Regions from separate parts of the Oryzias latipes genome. Here region 2 is linked to region 1. The links are chromatin contacts, called in public Hi-C maps. All regions are on one chromosome and are shown on one strand. The core of a region is the stretch at or near the end of the contact, and the rest is flanking DNA. Distances in the headings are between cores, read along the strand shown. Region 1 holds the start of rab9a (ras-related protein Rab-9A). Region 2 holds the start of LOC101170477 (ankyrin repeat and SOCS box protein 9).

What was found. A called contact is a pair of places that touch in the nucleus more often than the background predicts.
Region 2: a Hi-C map of embryo shows a contact between it and region 1, with 2.3 times the contacts expected there. The contact joins the promoter of LOC101170477 here to the promoter of rab9a in region 1. A contact is called at or near these places in 2 of 5 Hi-C or Micro-C datasets (both in embryo).

What each region holds. Positions count from the first base shown.
Region 1 is chr21:23,976,793-23,980,565 of ASM223467v1, reverse strand. It overlaps rab9a (ras-related protein Rab-9A), which reads right to left and starts at 1,533. Exons shown (of 3, transcript XM_004081786.4): 1 at 1,374-1,533; 2 at 920-1,055; 3 at 1-812. The coding sequence starts at 770. The coding sequence ends at 165. egfl6 (epidermal growth factor-like protein 6) reads right to left here. Exons shown (of 12, transcript XM_011489854.3): 9 at 3,603-3,677; 10 at 3,416-3,511; 11 at 3,082-3,341; 12 at 2,324-2,890. The coding sequence ends at 2,783.
Region 2 is chr21:24,105,581-24,109,301 of ASM223467v1, reverse strand. LOC101170477 (ankyrin repeat and SOCS box protein 9) reads left to right here and starts at 1,625. Exons shown (of 7, transcript XM_004081956.4): 1 at 1,625-1,787; 2 at 1,864-1,943; 3 at 2,147-2,254; 4 at 2,442-2,592; 5 at 2,820-2,954. The coding sequence starts at 1,721.

The DNA of each region.
Region 1 (3,773 bases), core at 284-2,783:
GTGTGAAAAGAACATGTATGGATTTAGTGTTTCTTTTCGAAAGTTTCAGCAGAAGTCTTTGCCTTTAGCTTATCAAAAAGTGTCAGTAGCCTTGTTTGAGTAAGATACAGCAATGAACGCCAATGTTTTCCTTCCTTCTCACGGATTTTGAAATGGTGGCTCCTTTAACAGCAAGCAGCAGCAGAGCGGGGCTTTCGGTGGAGCTTCACTGTGTCCGTAGGGATGAGGTGAACTGTTCTTTCTTCCGCTGCCAGCACTCTGCGCACTGCTTCTTCAAAGGCTACTGCTACATTGGTGGCATCTTTGGCACTGGTCTCGTAATAAGGATAATCACCATTCTCCTGGCACCACTGCCGGGCCTCCTCAGTCGAGACCTGCCGCTCCGTCACATCCACCTTGTTGCCCAAGACGACGAACGGGAACTTTTCTGGCTCTTTGACATCAGCATAATAAATGAACTCTTTCTTCCAGTTGCCCAAGTTGAGAAAACTCTGGTGATCGTCCACACTGAAGGTGAGTAGGCAACAATCAGAGCCACGATAGAAAGGAGTCCTCAGGCTGCGGAAGCGCTCCTGACCCGCAGTGTCCCAGATCTGCAGGGTAACCTGGCGGCTGTCTACCTCGAGGTCTTTGTTTAGGAACTCGACGCCGATGGTGTGGAAAAGATGGGCATCAAATTTGTTGGTGACGTAGCGATTCATTATGGAGCTCTTTCCCACACCCCCATCACCCAGCAAGATGACTTTTAACAAGGAGGTTTTTGTTGTCATGGCTCTTCTTCAAAGCTTTTCACCACTCCTGAAGTAAAGCAACTTTTTAAAAAAAGAGGGAAAAATTATTAGTGTTATTTGGAACGAAAGGAGAAACATCCGTAACTGGAACACAGAATTTGTGTGTGTATGTGGTGCTTTCAACTCACCCCGGATTGATTTCGACTTCCCTCACTTGTCCAGATCATGTGCTGTGAGCCCCAGTCCAAAGTAAGTCACATGCTAATTTGTTAAAAGTTGATTTAGGAGAACCGTTCTCCAGCTTCGACAGCACAAACAGTTAGCCTAAAATGACAGACGGTTCAAGACATGATTAGCGGTCCAATCAATGACTTTCGAAAAAATAAATAAATATCTATACATAAAATACAGCTGTTCTGACCGAATAACTGCGTTATGGGCAGATACTTCAACTTTCTTTAATGAATTTGAAATCAAATGTGCAGATTTTTGTGTTTTAGCCTACTTGCTGTTAGCTTAAATGTTAGAAAACAAGCCAACAGCTGAGCTAAACAAGCTACAACATACAAACTCAAATTGTGCTACTCTGTCATTTTTGTCGTATGTATTTTCTTTTTACACGGTTAACCGATGTTAACGTACCTTATTGTTCGGATCGAGTTGCTGTCGAGTCGGGTCTGAATAATAAACAACCAATAAAACAATGCGGATGCATCGACTGACAGCTTGTTGTAGCGTCAGCTTCCAGCGTTTCCTGTTGAACTCCTATGCTAAAGCAACTAGCTGCTAACAACTAGCTAACGAGCTGCTTGGCTGTGGCTTCCGATCACGTGATCTAGTCAGGGTCCAGGCAAAAAATCTTTCAAAGTAAAATATTTATACTGGAAAAAACATCAAACACAAAAGTTAAAACACGTGTTTTGTTTATTTATTTTAATTTTGTTTTTAACACTACAAAATCAAATAAATTTTAAATTGCATCTTTCAATATCATCCACCAGAGGGCGCCAATCAATCCTGTTTTTAAATGGGCCAATTAACCAAACATGAATAAAACATGTGAATCTTATGTAGTGCTTTTAAGGTAAGGCACACACAGCGGAAAACATAAATAGAGAAACAAACTCCAAATCCAAGCAAAGAACTAAGATGAGAGAGGTATTCTGGGAATTCTCCCCAAATTAGATCTCATTAGAATTTGTTGTTGAGAAGTACTGTAGTCTGAGTTTCAGTTTACCATGTTTGTTTTGTTTTTTCCCCCAGTCTGTGGAGGGAAATGTACACGGTAAAAAGTCAAAACTGTATACATGTTTTTATTTTAAAGTTTGCAATAATTGAAGTGGTTTTCAATAATGTTTCGTAATAGGTGAGCAGTTGCGAGTAAATTGCAGTTAAATTCAGTCTTTCCTAATATATTCTGTATATCTATTTCTAAAAAAAATGGTTGTGGATTTCAATGTTAGCTTCAGAGATTGAACAGATCCCTTTCGTTTTATTGCCAGATAACATTATCTTAAAAGCATTGGTAAGACTTTATGTATATTTCACCTAAATATTATTCCATTAAAAAGAAGAAACAGAAGGAAGGTTGGCAAGATTGGAAAACAATGTTTAATGAGTGAATACATCACATATTTTATGCAATTAATTCACTGATTATCCTGATATTATAACAACAAAAAAGCCTTCAAAAATACTTTCTGTGATTATAGTTTTAAATCACCCTTAATTTCACATTCCATCTGGCAGAATACTTCAGTTGTGAACGAGGTGTGTGCACAATCGTGTTAAAGCCAATATTAAATGTATCCCCACTTTTTTCCTGAGAAATATGTCCTGTATGTTACTGTTCAGAAAATTAATTGTGTCCAACGGAGTGATGTAGCAGCAGGTAAATAAAGTCAGCTGCACTGACTGTACATGTTCTTTTTGAGAGTGGGACTGCACTGTTTAAGAACTCTGAAAGACTCCAGTAAGAAGAAGAATTCACAGGGAAAGGAAACTCAATCCTTGATGTGTCTTCTTTGGCAGATGATCTCATGGGAAGATCGTCAGAAGATTGGACTGGCATCCTCTTGACAGAGCCCTGAGGTCAGCGCAACATTATCCAGCCCTATTTCACCTCCAACACCTTTTCCACGCCGCGCTTCAAAGACGATCTATTCCAAACCATATTTAAATTAGAGACAAAAAAAAACACTTCCAAAATGGTCATTTTTTAAAGTAGTACTTGTGGTCATGAGTGTTGGGCTTTTGATGAAACATTTATGTCTTACACATTTGCAAATTTTTGGTTAAAGAAGTCTTAATACTTATGAAGTTAAAAAAAAATAAAAGAACAGGAACTCACAGACTGTGGAGCCTTTTCTGTCCAGGCCACAGACAGGAGCTCTGTCTGCCAACCTTCTTCTTTGCTTTGACCCTGCTCCCAAACCGGATAAGCGTTGTTCTCCAGCAGCACCTTTAATGTTCCCACATTTTGGCCCAGTATGCGGTAGTCAAACATGAGGCAGAAGCTGGCCTGCTGGGTCCGGTCACTGAGAAGCAGCTTTAACCTGGCCACATCCTCTTTTTCCCCAACAAGCCCACTCAAAGCCATGAAGTACCCACCTGAGAGAGTTAAATACTCATAAATATCTGTATCTGTGCATGAAAAAAAAGTGTGAGTGTCCTTGTTTTGTTACCATTACTATGGTACGCCACAGTCCAATCCATGTCATCTGTCTTGTCTTGGACCCATTCACATCCTCCCTGATCGAAGTTGCAGTCTAAGAAATACTCTACAGTGCATAGCAAGAAACAACAACAACATAAAATTACGCAAAAACGTCTCAATCAACAATCTACAACTCTGACAACATGTTGAATTACCATCCTGAGTTTGTCCAACTTGGATTTCCTTGATGTCCTTGGCTGGGCCAAACACAGACTCAAACTCCTGTGAAACTGTATGTTTATGATGGAACCAAAAAAGCAGTATTTGTCAGAAAAAAGCCATTGAGTTTTGAATAAATGCATCAACATGTATGTAATACAGGCAAA
Region 2 (3,721 bases), core at 376-2,875, 130 kb before region 1:
TGAATTCCCCTCCCTAGGATCAGTACAGGTCATCCTAGCTTGACTTATTCAATAAAATCAAGATTCAGGGTAAAAATTATTAAAAAAAAATGTAAAGGAGCTGATTTGTGGAATCAGGTGACCAAAGACAAAACCCCAAAAATATTTTTCAAAATGAGACGAAATTAGATTTGTTAAAGAACCACTAGCAGAAGAGAAGATTAATCTAATTTTCCAGTTTTTTCAAATGGTTTTTGTACAGATTTTCAATTTCTGGTTATTTAAAAACAGAAATGAACAAATATTCATACGGACACATGTTGTCATATAGGATAGTTTATCTAAAAAAACTATTCAACTTATGGATAAATTAAATGTATAGAAGATTTTAAAAATATTTTTAAGTTAGAATAGAATAGAATAGACTTTATTATAACTGGCAGCAGTAGTTAAATTGTGGGTGGTTCCAACAGCAGCAGTGCACAGGGCAAAAGTGAGTAAGAAAGAAATAATAATATTAAAAGAAAAAGCACAAGCCATAAGGAAATTTAAAAAAACACAAGAGAGACAGCAATAAAACACTGGAAACACAATAATAATAATAACAAAAAAAAGGATTAAAGTGCAGTTTTGTGCACAGTTTTGTCCATTTTACAGTGGTATCAGTTGAGGGTGTTAAGCATAATTATTGTTGTTTAAAACAAATAAAGAAATAAACATTTTAACATGTTTGGCCAAAAGACGCACATGGCTTTTCACCTAAAAGTGAGAAGTCAAAGCAGAAAGTGGTCCTTAATAAAGAATAATTAATAATCAAATGTGTATTTTATTAAGCTTTCGTTCACACAAGAACAGAAAATCATAAAGTTTGGACGCCAAAAATAGCGGAGTCATGTATGCATGAGTCCCTGAATGCATCAGCCGTTGCTGCACATGCTCTCTGAGCCTCAGACCTGAAAGCAGTCTGGACATTTGAAACAAAGCATCAAGGACCTTTAGTGTTCAGCACAACAGAGAGGCCATTCATTCAGCTTCTACAATGCTATTCTAATCCACTCTCCTGGCACGGCACTAAGTCAATTGTGTGTGGCCTTCTGCTCAGCATTTACCAGCAGATGCTGAAAGGCTTTGTCCACATTCTGCTCTCTCGTCGCCCTCTGCTGGACTCTCGTGTAACTGCAACTCTTGAAACAAACTGGGGTTTTTGTCAGTGCAAGTTAAACGTTGGGGTGTAAAAATCCAGTGGCTGCCCCTTTAAAATCCGATATTCTGAATGCATCGAGCACCAGGATCAAAAACTGCTTCTAGCTGGTCATGTTGCAGGTGTGTTGTGAGAAAGCTCTCATAAAAGGAGATTTTCATTGCTGCTATAAGTCCAAGTTTAAATAAAAGATAATTTCACCCTAAAAACAGAGAAATTCTGTGCAGCAGCAGAAACAAACGTGGCTGTTTGTGACGGGAGAGTCCGGGTTTTGTCCCACTGCGTTGGGTTTCTCTTGTGTTCAGCTCTTTCCTGCTGTAAAGGAAGGGTGTGCATGGGTGAGCACAGACCTGCTCCGGCGCTTCTGCACCTCTGCGTCCTCATTGGCCCTCTAGTTTGTTGCGTTCAGGAGGCCTCTCTTCCTGCAGGAAGGAAATGACATCAACTGACTGAGATCTGCCCACAAAACAAGACCAAACACAGTCTGCTCTACTCAACAATCAGGCTCTGGGAATGAAAAAAACAACAACACGATGAGCCATGTCTGCTGGACACAAAGAGACCCAGCGGGCCAGCACTGTGTTTTTCTCCAGCCCTTTGATGAGTGGTGAGTAGTATCTGACAGTTCAGGCGTGTTTTCACCTTCAAACGGCTCCTTTCAATGCATTTCCCTCCACATGGAGATGTGGAATCCGACTGGTCTCCAGTTCACGCTGCAGCCTTTAACGGACAGCTCCTCACCCTGCAGAGGCTCGTGGCTCAGGTAATGTTTAGTAGACCCTTGGGGAGTAGAGTTACATTGTAATAAAGTATTGCAACTCACAGCTTCTGGGTCCAGAGCCCCCCAAAAAAACTCACGTTTGATCTTGAGTTACACATGCTGCTGTGGTGAATTTCATTTTCAGGACTCCCTATGTGTGGCTATAGAGTTTCTGAGAATCCACATGTATGTTCTTTTGCTCACAGGGAGTCTGTGTAAACCTGAGCACTTTGGACCGGGTCTCGCCCCTTCATGGAGCGTGCATGCAAGGCCACACAGCATGTGCCGAGCTTCTGCTGGAAAACGGGGCAGATGTCAGTGAAGTATCTATCATCTGAGTTCACTTTGTCGGTGAAACATTTCAACTTTGGGCCCAAAGAATGGAAATAATGGGATTTTTCATGTTCCCAGTCTAATTTTGCTGCTTTTTGTTTGTCGCATCTTTGTGTGTTTTTTTTTTGCTGACTGAATTTCTGTTTTAAAAGTGACCTTTGACGCTAGGTAAACCGCTCGACTGTGGACGGCAGGACAGCCCTCACAGAAGCTTGTGCTCGGGGTCATGTGACCTGCGTATCGCTGCTTCTGCAGCGTGGAGCGGCTCCCCTGGGCACCAGCCAACCCAGCTCTCCGATCCACTTGGCTGCTGCTGCAGGTCAGAGGTCACATTCCAGGACATGTGCATGGATGATCTTAGTTAATACTAACAAAAAAAAAAAAAAACCCTAACGTGTATTAAGTTTTAAAGAAAAGACAGCCTGCTGACTGAGACTTGAAAGTAAAACAGAAGCACGTTCTCTCCTGGGATGTCGGGCCAATTTCAAAGCTGAACCCTTTGAGTGCAGCGCTTCTGGTTACGAGCCCTCTGGCGACTCTCCCCAGGTCGGCCTGAGTGCATTGAAGCTCTGGTCCTGCACGGTGCAGATGTGGATCAGCACATTGATGTTGTGGGAACCCCTCTCCATGCTGCCTGCTCTAATCTGCATCTCAGTTCTGTGGAGAAACTTCTTCAACTTGGTAGGGGATCTTCATCTTTGGGTTGCAAACGCAGGTTTTGAAAACTCTTTTAGCCACATCCATTTTTGTTTTAGGTCAAACAGGTTCTGTAAAGCTGCTGTCAGCCAGGATCTGTAGTCAGAGAATAGAAAAAACAACAACAACCCCTCCCATCTTAAACTCACATTTTTGGTTTAAAATAAACTTTTGCAAGATTTTGCTTTTTCCACTCTGATCATCTTTTGTGGAGTTTTCAAAGTGTTTCCAGTGGGTTTTTTTTATAATTATGATTGTGCTGCTTTGAGCCAAAATTCACAGCTAAAATTCACTGTTAGTGAGTAGCAAACCCCCATTCCCGTCACCCAGAACTGTGAGCTGTTTACCCGCTATCCGGCTAACTTACAGCTTCTCACACCCTGAACCTAATATTAGGGAGAAAAAATAGTCCCAAACCATTGTGTGTGCATAATAATTTATTTGTAACCTTTGTCTGCCTGTTTGTGTGTAACTTTGGATTTGTGTGTGCGTATTATTTGATTGTAACTATGGGGTTAGATAACTGTCAATAAAAAATGTATGCATAAATACAAAACTGTCCAAAAACTTCTACTTTGTGCACAACTTAAAATCAAATCTATAAATACAACATTTAGTTTTACGTTTGACACGTCTGCCAGTTAGCCTACTTTATCTCTGAGTTAGTTTTGCTGTTTTTGTTTCGTTATCCTCTTAATATCAGCTAGTTTTGACAGACATGCAGACATGCATATCTAATAAGTGGAGTGGCA